Regions from separate parts of the Hordeum vulgare genome. Here region 1 is linked to region 2. A link is a contact called in public Hi-C data. All regions are on one chromosome and are shown on one strand. The core of a region is the stretch at or near the end of the contact, and the rest is flanking DNA. Distances in the headings are between cores, read along the strand shown.

What was found. A called contact is a pair of places that touch in the nucleus more often than the background predicts.
Region 1: a contact with region 2 is called in a Hi-C map of seedling, with 6 times the contacts expected there. The contact joins the promoter of LOC123443601 here to the promoter of LOC123443599 in region 2. A contact is called at or near these places in 3 of 6 Hi-C or Micro-C datasets (leaf and seedling).

Annotation. Positions count from the first base shown.
Region 1 is chr3H:241,648,632-241,654,993 of MorexV3_pseudomolecules_assembly, reverse strand. It overlaps LOC123443601 (probable anion transporter 1, chloroplastic), which reads right to left and starts at 2,143. Exons shown (of 10, transcript XM_045120059.1): 1 at 1,482-2,143; 2 at 1,292-1,399; 3 at 1,001-1,156. The coding sequence starts at 1,871.
Region 2 is chr3H:241,381,367-241,388,307 of MorexV3_pseudomolecules_assembly, reverse strand. LOC123443599 (protein LNK2-like) reads left to right here and starts at 3,478. Exons shown (of 8, transcript XM_045120057.1): 1 at 3,478-3,726. The coding sequence starts at 3,694.

The sequences.
Region 1 (6,362 bases), core at 894-3,393, 270 kb before region 2:
CAAGGCTGGTACCTCAATCTGCTCTGAAGATGAACCAGTGGAAGATGGTGGCGGCGACACGTGTGAGTGCGTCAGACCGGTTTGTGCCACTGACCCGGTATGTGGCTCGGTCGGGGCCTCCGGCTTTAGATGTTAGGCTTAGGTGAGAGGTCTGGGTATTTGGCTCAGCTTGCACCCCTTCATCATATGGATAGGAGTAGCGGCAAATGTTGCCAAGATGGCGGATTCAGACATATTGTTGTACTACTTTGTAAGGTACTCGGAAATAATCAATAAAATGGTCGCATGCATCTCCCAGATGCAGAGACCGGGGGTCATCCTCCTTTTCTAAAAAAAATCCATCATGGACATAAGCCATGATGGAATAGACAAAGTTGCTTCTCTATGGACCCTCCATGGGTTGAGCCCTTCGTGGACTCGCGCGACCGTTATCCTCCGTGGGTTGAATTCTCCACTAACGTGGACATACGATAGCATCACCTATCGGAACCACGCCAAAAATCATCGTGTCAACCTTTGCGTTTGATTTCCCTATCCCTACCCTCTACTTACATTTGCATGTCATTACTTTCTGCTACTATACTCTTAAATATGCATGTGTAAGTTGTGCTTGACTAGTTACAATTGCTAAAACTGGCCCACAACTAAAATTAGAAAAAGACTAAGTTTTTATTTAGTCAAGAAATCTAATCACCTCTCCTCTAGACATACTTTGGATCCTACAACTTTGTGTCATGCATGACAATAAACAAGATTATATATGATATTACACTATGATACTATGCACTAGTATCATATGCATGATCTTAGTATATGATACTCCCCACTATGAGTAGCCTAGACCCGTGCAAATTATCAAAGGCAAACTGGATGATACATAATGCACCAAATGTTCAACTTGACCATGAAATTAGGAACCGGATTCTATGACTCGCTGAAGCAAAGTCACAGTGCTACAGTGACGTGGCTTTGTACTGTAAGGATGATTATCAAGGCTTACCTCGCCAATTCCCATAAAAGCACGCACAATAAGGAGAAATGGCAAGCCTAGCTTTGCAGCCACAGGCGTAAGAGCTGTGGCGACGGACCACCAAATCACGCCGAAACCAAGAACAGTCTTCCCCCCAACTTTGTCTGCCCATATCCCTCCTGCTATCTGCAATGACAATGGTGTTAGATACACTCAAGGGGAGGGAGTAAATGGCCGATCTTCCATGAATAATACTGTAGATACAAACTGTGTGCATGTGCAATATTATTCAATGGTTGCTCCCCAGTCTGAACCACTGACCTGAGTTAGGAGGTAGCCCCAAAAGAAGGACGACTGGATGAGGCCGACGGTTTGCGGGTTCCAGCCGTACTCCACGGACATGGGCATGATGGCAATGCTCATGTTTACCTGCAAATTAATGTCAACCATTGCTGGAGGTTCAGTAGCTATGGATATCGATGGTGAGGAATGAGGGGGGATGCGCACGTACACGGTCCATGTTGCAGAGGAGGAAGGCGGAGAAGCAGAGGAAGACTATGGCCCAGCGCTTCGGGAACTGGCCCTGCTCCTCCTCCCCCGGCTCGGCGTCCTCCAGCAGCAGCTTCCTTACCGAGTCCAGCAGCTCCACGCCGCCGTCCTCCCCCTGTTGCGCATCCGCGTGCAGCGGCTTATCCCCGTCCCGGCGCGACGACGGGGTGTCCGGCTGGACGTCTGCCCCGCGGAGCGCTCGCCTCCGGACTCTAACGCCAAATCCGTTGTTGGCGTGGAGCCCTGGCCCGGTTCTCTGGGACGGCGAGCCGCCGTCGACGAAGCAGCGGTGCGGCGGCGGGCCACCGCTCCGGTACTGGGCGGAGAGGGAGAGCGGGAACAGGCGGAGCATGGCGCCTGTCCTCGCCTTACCCTGTGCACTTACGTGGCTTTTTTGCTTGCGTGCTCGATCGGCTCGGCGCAGATGCTAGCAAGATTTTTGACTCCCCGGCCTCCTCTGGAGAGGTGGATTCGACTATGGGTGCGAGGGAAGCGTCGAAGTGGCCATCGTGCGCGCCTGGGGCAGACGAATGGCTCTCCTTGGTCGACCACCCCGACGGGACGATTGTGTCTGGCTATAGGCTATCTGCGCAGCGCAGCTCGCCATCTGGACGCGAAACGCGGCATGCCATGCATGTACCATCTCATGTGCGTTGCATTTCCTCTCGGGAAACAACCTGGAGTCAGGACTTTTTTTTTTTGGAACTTAAAGATTTATTCAACCAGGAGCATTTTACAGAAAGAAGTAACACGCTGGATACAGTGAGAATTTCTCTGATTGGACAAAATCCTCTATCTGAACTTAAACAACGAAACATTAAAGGTCTATTCTGCCTTTTCAAAGCTAGTCTTGCAAGATGACGAGCCTTGAGATTGATTCCTCTATTAATGTGAGAAACCATGCTCCTCTGAAAAGAATGATTGTTTTGTATCTGGGCTATTAAAGGTCCCTTTCCCAGTGTCCTAGAGCAGAGAAAATGTTTATCGCTTTTGTTGCCGAAACAAGCACTCAACAATTTGTGAGAAAATGAGGATCCTGAATGTTGAGTATCTCCGCTAGCCTAGTCCCAAGCAAGAGACCAAAAATCTCTGCCTGAAGAGGAGAAAAAGTCAGACGGGACATTGCCAAGATGTGAAGATGTTGGATGTGTTGATTGTTCTGAAATTGGATGAATATTTCAATTCACGCATAATTAGTAGCGTGATCTGGTTGTATTCAACATGCAACATCACAAAAGATAAGAGTAGCGTGATCTGCTTGGATCGCCTACAAGGAAGGTGTTGACACCATGTGCTTATTAGAGGCAAGATAGGATGATCAATGAACATTTACCTACTACATCAATCCAATGCTATCTCGGTAACAAGTATCTACTTCATGCATGCATTTCTTGTATTCAACCTTTTCTAGGTTGCACCATGGCATAAATTTCTTGAATCGTTCATGTGGTACTTGTTTCCTTTCTCAAAGCATCCCAACGATGATGTCGTATTGCTAGTTGTGATGTCTTTGATCTTCGTGAGTTGGAAGTTCATTTTTGTATAACAAAAAAATATTAGACCATGTGTTATGCTTTCAAGCAAAGATCTTATTGGTATGTTTATGACTTCCTTCTGGATATCTTGTTCGTTCCTTCTTATAACAACTTTGTGTGTACATCCTTCTTTGTGGATATATATCATCATGATTCTCTTCTACCTATAATCTTTTACACATGAGAGAAGTTACATCTCTAATTGATATCCTCTTTTCTTTCACGTCCACCTTTGAATTTTCTTTTTCAGTTTCTGGTGGTTTCGTGAAAGTATTTGTCTTGAGTGCAGATCTTATATCCTTGCATCTTGATGCACTCGTTGGTGGTGAAGATTATTTTTCCTCATGTTTGTCTTGACGAGGGTTTTGCCATTTCGATTGGTATCCCTCCTCTTGACAAGGTTATTATTGCCTATCTTCACCATGGGTTGTCAAAGCATTGGTTCTTAATTTGTTTATTAGTAAGCTTGTTAACCCATTTGCTAGTAGTGTGTGTGGGAAGGATATGTCTTGCACTTTGTTTCTCATTTCATCAAGACTATGTTGATGAGTAATGCTCAACCATATCTTAGTCTTCTCCAGTTCTTTGCCATGACTCACACACATCATTTTGGTTGGGCCTATTCTTAAGTTGCCTCTTTTACACGTTGCTCAACCATTTGTTTTGTGCAAGTGATATGCTTATTGTCTTATCTACTTGCTTGCGCTTGTTGTGTGTTTTTATTAACTTTGGGGGAGCAATGATCCTATTTTGTGTGCTTGTATCAAATAAAAAAAATCTTATTAGTGCAAAAATCATGGGGAGCTTCTCTAGTTTTGATAAAACACTACTTTGCCCATATCATAATATCTTTTATTCATGCGGTTCGAAGGACCATGTGATTGCTTGTTCCTTTTGGTATCTTTTGATTGCTTGCTTCTCTCATTTCTATGTCTTTGTGACATATGATCCTTTTTGCAATCTTTGGGTCCTCGATATAGTTTGTTTTTCTCCAACTACTTATCATTGTATATGTGCATTTCTTTGCACTCTTTTGTTGAGAAGTACACACTTTTTGGAGGACCATCTATTATATTGACTTTTTAAACTTTTCGTCCATTTTGGCAATCGATGCCAATGGGGGAGAAATTTACAGAGTTTAGTTTGGAGATGTTTAGAAAGTTTTGCTTTTATTGATTATGCATTTTCATCTCAAACACATGCACTCTTGCTTTGTATGTGTGTGCTTGGTTATGCTTATTTCCTTATATAAACTCTCTTGAAAGTGATTGTCATCAACTACCAAAATGGGGGAATTGTTGGAGCATATTTCTCCTGATGTGGTTTTGATAATTGATGACAATCCATATGTACTAATGGTTGCCTTATGTTATATTCGAAAAAAAAATTCCATAGGCACTTCTTGAAGTCCATCTGTTGGTTTCAAGGAGTTTATATGATGACCAAGGTGGTATTCAAGGTATTATCCAAAGAATGGTCATAAAGCCACAAGGTTGATCAAGACTAAGACAAAGAGTAAATCAAGTTGATCAACACAGAAAGCGTACAAGATGTACCGAGAGGGATCAAGTTATCCCATGGTATGGTAAGCATTGTCCATTACAATTTTGTGTACTAACCCATGGTCTTCGTGAGAGTTCTATGTGGGGTTAGGTGTGTTTTCATGGGCTTGCGTCAAAGAGGAAGATCCCATTCAACCAATGAAGGATGACATCAAGTGGTGATCGTCATCAATATTGCGGTGTGCAAGTTCAAGTGGATCATCACGAAGACATCATGCTTGAAGCTTGTCGTCCATTGTGGTGGCAGTGGACTTGTGAAGATGTGCTCAAGAGTGGCTCACCCATAGTGAGTATGGGGGAGCAATCAACCAGTCTTCATCAAGCCAACACACTCAAGAAAGATGGTACATCTTGAGGAAGTCAAGATCATCATAATCTAGCTCAAGTGGACTATGTGCAAGGTATAGGTTTACCCTTGATAGGTTTTTCTATTTTAGGATAGATTGCCATATTGTCAAGGGGGGCTCTCAAGTGAGTAGTTTGATGGTATCATTTGTTGAGAGCTCATCGAAAACGGAGTTCATGTGCATCTTCTATGATGTTTTCGATGTTGGAGCTTTTGTCGGTTCTTCATCCATAGAGGTTTCACATCTCTATATCATTGGCATTTTTCTACTACCTCTTATTTCTATAACCATTCTTTGTTTGAATTGTACTTGTCGTTTGCTGTCCAACAAGCTTGAGTTTGCTCAATTCGAAGCTCATACGTGAAAGTTATGATTGTTTTTGTCTTACCTGTTTTACACTCAGAGGTTGTATCAGTTCTAAGAGAGGTTGTACTTGTTGACAGGTGCAACCAGTGTTTGGAGTGGTTGTATCGCTTGAGAATTTGTTCGGAGGTTGTATCTGCCATCTACCGCTCTACCATCAAACTAGTTTTTGTTTTGGTCCGGTGGTTGGGCGGTTGTACCGCTATATTACATAGTCCGGTTGTACCGTCCCTCTCTATTTCTTCACATAATGGGCAGATTTGTGGGGACCTATTTAAGGGGATCTTCTTCTCCCATGGTTCCCCATCTTTCCAGCTCGTCTTTCCCCCCCATTGTTGACCTTCTTAGAGCTTGCTAACTCTCAATCCCTCCAACGATTCTTGCTAGTTCTTCAGGGAAAAGAGAGAGGAGATCTAGATCCACATTTCCCCCAATCACTTTCTCCTCTATGTAAGGCAAACCCCTTGGATCTTGATTTTGGAGTTCTTTGTGAGCTCCTTGCTCTTCCTCTTTTATTTCTCCATAGCTTTTGTTGTTGTGGAGGGATTTGAGTCTAAGGGACTTGACCACTTCGTTTGTTATTGCCATAGCATTAGTTGCATCAGTTTGAGTTCTCCACGGTGATACGTGGAAGGGAAAAGTTTGAGAAGCTTATTACCCTTGGGTACTTGATACCCTAGAATTTTTTATTCCTGGATGCTTTGGCGTCCTAGAAGCTTGGTGGTGCCTTAGAGCTCAATCATTGTGGTGTAAAGCTCCGGTCAAGCGTCAGGGTCTTCAATTAGGTTGTGGAGATTGCCCCGGGCATTTGAGGTCATCTCGGAGCCACGGTCCATTGTGGTGAAGCTTCGTGGTGTTGTTGGGAGCCTCCAATTAAGTTGTAGAGATTTCCCCAACCTTGTTTTTACGGGTTCGGTGACCACCCTCAAGGGTCCTTTAGTGGAATCACGTCATCTTGCATTGTGCGAGGGCATGAGGAGATTATGGTGGCCTTAGTGGCATCTTGGGGAGCATTGTTGAAAGGATCGATATGGTT
Region 2 (6,941 bases), core at 2,229-4,728:
GATGATGAAGAAGCCCTCCAACTCCAAAGTCCCCTCCGGCAGAGCACCGGGAAGGGTCTCCAGATGAGATCTCGCGGAAACGGAAGCTTGCGGCGGCGGAAAAGTATTTTCGTGGATCCCTTGATTTTTTTCTGATTTTTAGGGAATATATAGGCGCAAGATCTAGGTCAGGGGGGAGCCACGGAGGCCACAAGCCTGCCCACCGCCGCCCCCTCGTGGCGGAGTGGGGGCTTGTGGGCTCCCTGTAGCCCTCCTGGCTTGGCCCACAAGCCCCCTGATCTTCTTTCGTTCGGGAAAAAAACATTTCGGGGATTTTATTCCGTTTGGACTCCGTTCCAAAATCAGATCTGAAAAGAGCCAAAAACACAGAAAAAACAGGAACTGACACTTGGCACTGAATTAATAAGTTAGTCCCAAAAAAGATATAAAAGGTACATAAAACATCCAAAGATGACAAGATAACAGCATGAAACCATCAAAAATTATAGATACGTTTGAGACGTATCATGCATCCATTAAGTAAAAAAAGGCTGTAGAGTCAACCTATAATGGCAGAGGCTAAAACTTTGAGATCGTTCCCTAGAAATTTATGGTGACAATGTTTCTGACATACTTATTCTTCTCTTTTACCGTAAACTATAATAGTATCTCGTTTTAATGTAGCTTATTTTGCTGTTGGTTATTTAAGGTGTTGGCAAATAAGCGATTATTCTCCACGATGAATCATTGATTGACTAATTAAGTTTACTCATTATCTAGGCTAGCCTTTTTGCAGGGAACTACGATCTTCTTCCTGCAATACACCTCATTCTAACATATTGTGCAATAGTTGTTTCTTATGCCATTTTTGTTGTTGTTATTGTTTCATTTTTTTATCTTGTTACTGATAGTTCTTTTTATGAATAGGTTGGGTCAAAGCAAATATCATCTATGATGTCATAGCAAAGGTTATCTGTCATGTAAGGCTCCTTGTGCCTTTTTTTGTTCTCGAGTAACTCGTTGTTATCCTAATTCCCACACAATCAAGGATACTAAATTTGGAGCAAAGTACTTAATGCGCAAAATAATTCAGATAACATTATGGTCAATGTACATAATTTACTTCGGATAGATTATATATTCTTGTAAGTACAAGGTGTAGGACCTAATAACGAAAACGGACCAAGGGCGAGGCGGGTTCCCTAGGGTTCCCCCTCCTCCCTCCCTCCGCCGGCCGGCCCCGCCCCCTCCCCCTCCTCCCCTCCCACTCCGCCGCCCGAGGGGCCCCGAATCCGCGCCCCCTCTCCCCCTCCTCCCCTCCCGCGACCCGCGCCGCCCCCGCGACGGTCGGGCCGCGCCCCCATCCTCCTGCCCGCTCGCCCCTCCCTTCCCTCCCTCCTCCTGTTGTTGCCGGTGCGCCGCGCCGGCCCTTGGTCGGGTGGCCCCAGTGGCGGCGGGACTCCGGCCTTTCCCCTCCTGGCTCGGGTGGCGCGGGGCAGCCCGGGGCCTGGTGGTGCGTCTCGGCGATAGCGGCCCGACGCGGCGGCGGGGCTCCCCCTGGTGCGGCGTGGATGGTCTCGGTGGCCGTGGTGCTGCCGTTGGTGGCTGGGTAGCGGTGGCAGCGATCCGGCCTTTCAGGCCCAGATCTGGACCCCCCGGGCCCGATCTGGGTCTGGTCGGGCCTGCCTCGTCGCCTCTGGTTGGTTTGGGGCGCGGCTCGTGGTGGGGATGACAGCGTTGACATCGCATCCCTGCAGCGTGATGATGGGAGCTTCACGAGCTTGTCCATGCCCGGCTGAGCTTTTGGGCTGCATGAGGGTAGCGGCGGTGGCGGCCTACGTGCAGCAGCACGTTAGCGGGGACTTTACGAGCCCCGGGACTTGGTCGGCGCTCGGCCGGACCTTCTTGGCCTGGTGTGTCCTGGCTACTGTGTCCGGTCGGCACCCGCTGATGGCAGTGGAGGACGCCCTTCGGGTGGCTGCGCTGCTGCTGCCCCTCGGTTCCAATGGTTTGGTGTGCTCTCGTCATCGTGTCCGGACGGCGACCGTCTTGGACGGTGGAGGTAGTCCCCTCCCGTGTGGTTGTCCCCCTGTCAGATCGTGTCTTCGGGTGGTTCGCCTCAGACTGACCGGCCTTGCTACGTTGACCACGGTGAGACGACGATGATGATTGCAAGACTGAGGTGGCGTTTGTTGGTGGATGGCATGCTTAGTGGTGCGTCTCTGATTGTCCGGGGGGTGGTGGCTTGGGGGTCGGGAGAAATCCTTGTCTTTTGACGTCGACATGGTGACGCTATAAAGAAAAAATATCCAAGGATTTCAAACAAAAGTGGAAATAGTCGAGGTGATCTAAGACTAGTCAATCAGTCTTGTTTTGCATACAAATTTGACTATGGTTTGGGTCTGGAATTCGAGATTGAGCATGAACCTATCAGATTTTGTTTCCGTTTTCAAGGGAGATGTTATATATGACATGATTGCTGGTATTGGCTCAATTTCTACTACAGTTATACAAAAAGGATATGTAAAGATGAGGAGAGTGAGTAATCACATGCTTTTTGTTACTCCGTTGTTCATATTTAGGACTAGATAGAGGGAAAGAGAGTTGCTAGCTCATACTACTTGAGAGTGAAGGTCATTAGGACTTCAATTTTTTGTATAGTACCTTATATGATGACATGTAGTTTTCGTATATACATATATTGAGATGTTTATGGGTAAATCTGGAGCTATGATGAGTTATCACAATAAATTTCGTATATAAATATGATGGCATGTAGTTTTCGTATATATATATATATATATATATATACTTCTCTTTTTATCATCTTCCCAACCGAATGTCCTTTTGCCTTACTCCCTTTGATGAGTTATCACAATAAATTCAGGTTTGAAAAATACATGAAGCATTGGTTTTAATTGTTTGGTTAATACAAATTACGAATTTTCAGAAAACAACTCACCATTCATGAATGTTATTAATCCATACAAAAAGCAAGAGACACAACGTAAACGTGGTAATATATCATGTCATCGTAAATGATAACATACCATATAAGAGAAACACACACCTACGCATGAGCGTTTATCTTGTTCATAGGGTATGACGTCCCGTGGCAACGCACGGACGATCAACTAATTTACTTAATGCAAAGATTGACTCGTGGATTCTCGTCGGCTTTTGTGGTTGATATTAATGTCTAATTAAATTTTTATTTTCAAAATATTTATGATGTATTTTTTCGCACCACATAATAAATGAGTCACGACAGCGTTGAGCACACACCGACCCAAACACAATAATGTCACTTTAAAAATGAGTCATGATAGCGCAAGCATCGATCTAAACATGTAAATGGATTAAAAAAGGGCAAAATCAGTGTACAGTTCGATGAGTTACTCTAAACCAGCGGTTTAGCCAATCGGAGAGCGGCATTTGATCGAGCTCTCTCCGCCACTACCTGGATGCGCTCCCTGCATACGTGGCGGTAGCCCCACCCCACACCCCCGCCAGGCCATTTCCCGGCCACCACGCGTCTGCAGCTCCCTGGACTCGGCTCCTCTCGTCTCGGTTGGGGGTGGGGATTGAGGATTTCTTCCTCGCTCCTTCTTTTGTTAGTAGCTGTCTGGATATATCGCTGGCACCCGGGAGACAGCACGAATCGTGCTCTCGTTCGGGCGCGGCCGCAGCTACCTGAGCTGGAGGCGGAGGAGGATGTTTGATTTCAACAGCGAATCCCAGCAGCAGGTGCGCCGCGGCCTCTCCCTTCTCCGCTCTGTTCTAATTTGCGTTCTCCTCACACGGTTAGATCTGGTATGGGTTCACAACGTGTCATGTATGTTGCGTTCTAGATTTAGGTGTGGTGGTTTGAGAAAGGGATTTTGCTATTCTTTGTCTCGTTTTTAGGTGCAAAATAATCCTAGACGTGCAGAGCTTTAGCGGATCTCCGAGACAGTTTGTGATTCGTTAATAATCTCTCCGCCCCCTGATTTTCGGGTGGGGGGCCATCTTCCAACTAATAGTATACCTTCAAATCAACTTCCCAGTAATATCTACATATACGGGCTTATTTTACATGAGATTACGGGGAAGTTGATTTGGAATCAGGGGGCGGAGAGATTATTAACAAACCACAAACTGTCTCGTCCGTAACAATCCTATAAGGCTGTCCGTAATGGAAGTATCATAGGTAGTATCATGTATGCTAACTAAGCAATTTCGATGAAGTGGCATAGAATTAAATGAAGAAAGAGAGAGTTGAGTATCATATTATGATACCGTATCATATTAAACGATGTGTTACAATGTGTCTTGCATGGCAATAAATGGACTACCTTATGATACTATGCATTACGGCTATGGTATCATACACTAGTATCATATGCATGATACTAGTATATGATACTACCATTACAACTAGCCTAAAGCTCTGTACGTCTAGGATCATTGGTCTGAGCGCAGCAGAGCAACTCGCTTTGACAATTTTTTTTGACGGGAGCAGTCATGGTTTACTACTAGTCCTAGTTACGGGTGTAGCCGGTAAGACTGCTAGTACTAGTTATGGGTGTAGCCAGTAAGACTGCCTATTGCTTCGAGGAGTACTGGAATACTGCGCGACGTGCTTGAGAGGGGAAAAACCACAATAAATATTTTGTATGTGTGTAGTGTTGCTGCAATCTGGCTCTCACATATTGCTGACACCAGTCGTCTTAAATGAGATGTATCTTGTGTGCAGTTGATTAGTTACCGAATGCTGCAAAGTGAACAAATAATGGTTTGACGTCCGGAATCTTTATTAGAGCATCTTCAATAGATGCTCCAAATTTTGGCGGTCCAAACAGGTGATGGTCCAAATTTGGAGCACCAAAAAGTGCTTTTTTACATCTTCGAAAAAGGCTTAACTCCAACAGATGGTCCAAAACGGAGATGTAAAAAAAAAGAGCATCTCCAATAGATGGTCCAAAACAAAGATGCAAAACCGGCCTGCGGTCGCGCGGCTGCTGTTCAGCCCTGTATAGCCGCGGTTTTGCGTTCAAATATCACTTCAAATTCGAAGTAAGTGCATCATCATCATAGTTCAAATCATAACAAAAGTGCATTATCATCATCATAGTTTGAAATCTCTCTACCAAAAGTGCAATGTCCCAATCAAAGTTTTTTGGCCTACAAACTAAAATACACATGAATATCATTCATGCGGATCATCAACACCACTGGCCTTGTGAACCGTGGTACGATCATCATCATCACCGACTTCTTTGTCGACGTTGTGAAGCGGTGAAGTACCGTTGTCGAGAGCATGACCGGAAGCACCTTCATTGCCTGGTATCATCGAAGCCCTCATCGTCCATGTCAAGATTGTCATTGTTGAAGGGGAATAGAGGGATTGGTGGAATTGTTGTTGTATTGCTTGAGCCTCATGGGCATATATATATAGGAGTACAATGATCAACTTGGAGTACAAGGCAAGCTAGGACAAATCCTAGTCTATCTCATATTTCCTAATAATCAGTATACTCAACACCCCCCCGCAGTCACAACGGTAGCGACGCAGATGGTGAGACTGGAGAAGAATCCGAAGGTAAGCCAACGGTCATCCCCCCACTGTCGTAACGGTCGATGCATCGCGGAAGTCGTGGCTGGAGTGAAAATCGACGAGATTGCTAAAGCAAGGCGGTAGCCCTTTGTGTCGATGTCGAGGTAACCGAGAGCGTAGGGTGGTGTAGCCGTGGTCGAGGTAGCCGTGCGAAGAACGCCGTGGTCGATGTCGAGTCGGGGTAGCCGGTGTCGAGGAAGTCGTCGTGGAGCCGTGGGCGCAAGGAGGCGCCGAGTTAGTCATGGGCGCAGAGGTGCGCTGGGAAGAAGACGTAGCTGACGACACGTAGCGCCGGGTTTGCCAAGTACGGGGACACATCGTGGACGAAGGCACGCATCGGTGTTGCCAGCACTGCGCATGCGTAGACGGACGAAGTCGATGTTGGCGATGCGCCGCGCCAGGCTTGCCAGGCCTAGGAGCACATCGGGGACGAAGGCACACGTCGGTGTTGCCAGCACCGGGCATGCGGAGACGGGGACTTGCACACAACCTATACGCCATGTCGAGGAGGCTAGCAGAGAAGGACTCGACGACGGTTGCGGCGCAAATCGGCGTGGGCCGATGTTGCCCGCAATGGTCGGAATAGATGAAGTGGTCGGGGAAGACGAAGGCGACGCTCGCAATGAGCTGGTGATGGACGAACATGAAGGAGGTGGATGGGCGGTGCGGCTCGAGTGAGCGAGCTGCAGCAGCGCCAAAGGAGAGCGGCGGCGGCGGCTGGTTAAGAGCGCGGCGGCGATGCTCGAAGTAGGCGAGGAAGAGCCCGACAGCATGACGAAGACCGGCGCGGACGATGGCGTTCCCGTGCCGAAGGAGACGGCGCGGCACATACCACCGGAAGTCAACGCGCGGGGATGGCCGAGTGGACCGTGCGCTGCGTTGCTACGACCCGAAGGGGCGATGAAGCGGCAACGCGTGGGTCGGGACGACGGCGGGAAGACCTCGGGGTGGCTGCGTAGACTGCGTGCCGCAACGCTACGGCCCGAAGGAGCAAAGCAGCGGCGGTCGGCGGGCCGTTGCAGCCACGGGGACGGCCTCGGGCGGCGGCGGGGACCGCGTGCCGCTGCACTACAACCCGAAGGGGCGGTGTAGCAGCGGCTTGCGGGTCGGGGCAACCATGGGGAAAACCACTGGGCAGCGGCGCCGCGCCCGACGGGGCAACGCAGCGGCAGCCCGTTGCTCGATCGGTGGAGGGGCGCTCTGTACTCGGGACAACCTTCACAGGACCTGCGGAGGCGCATGCAACCGACTGATCAGGTCAGTCGCATGGCGCGAATGTAGTCGATCGCGGCGGGCGGGTGATCAATCTGATCGCACACGAGGTCCGGGGCGCTGCTCGATGATGATGACAGCGTCGTGGACGATG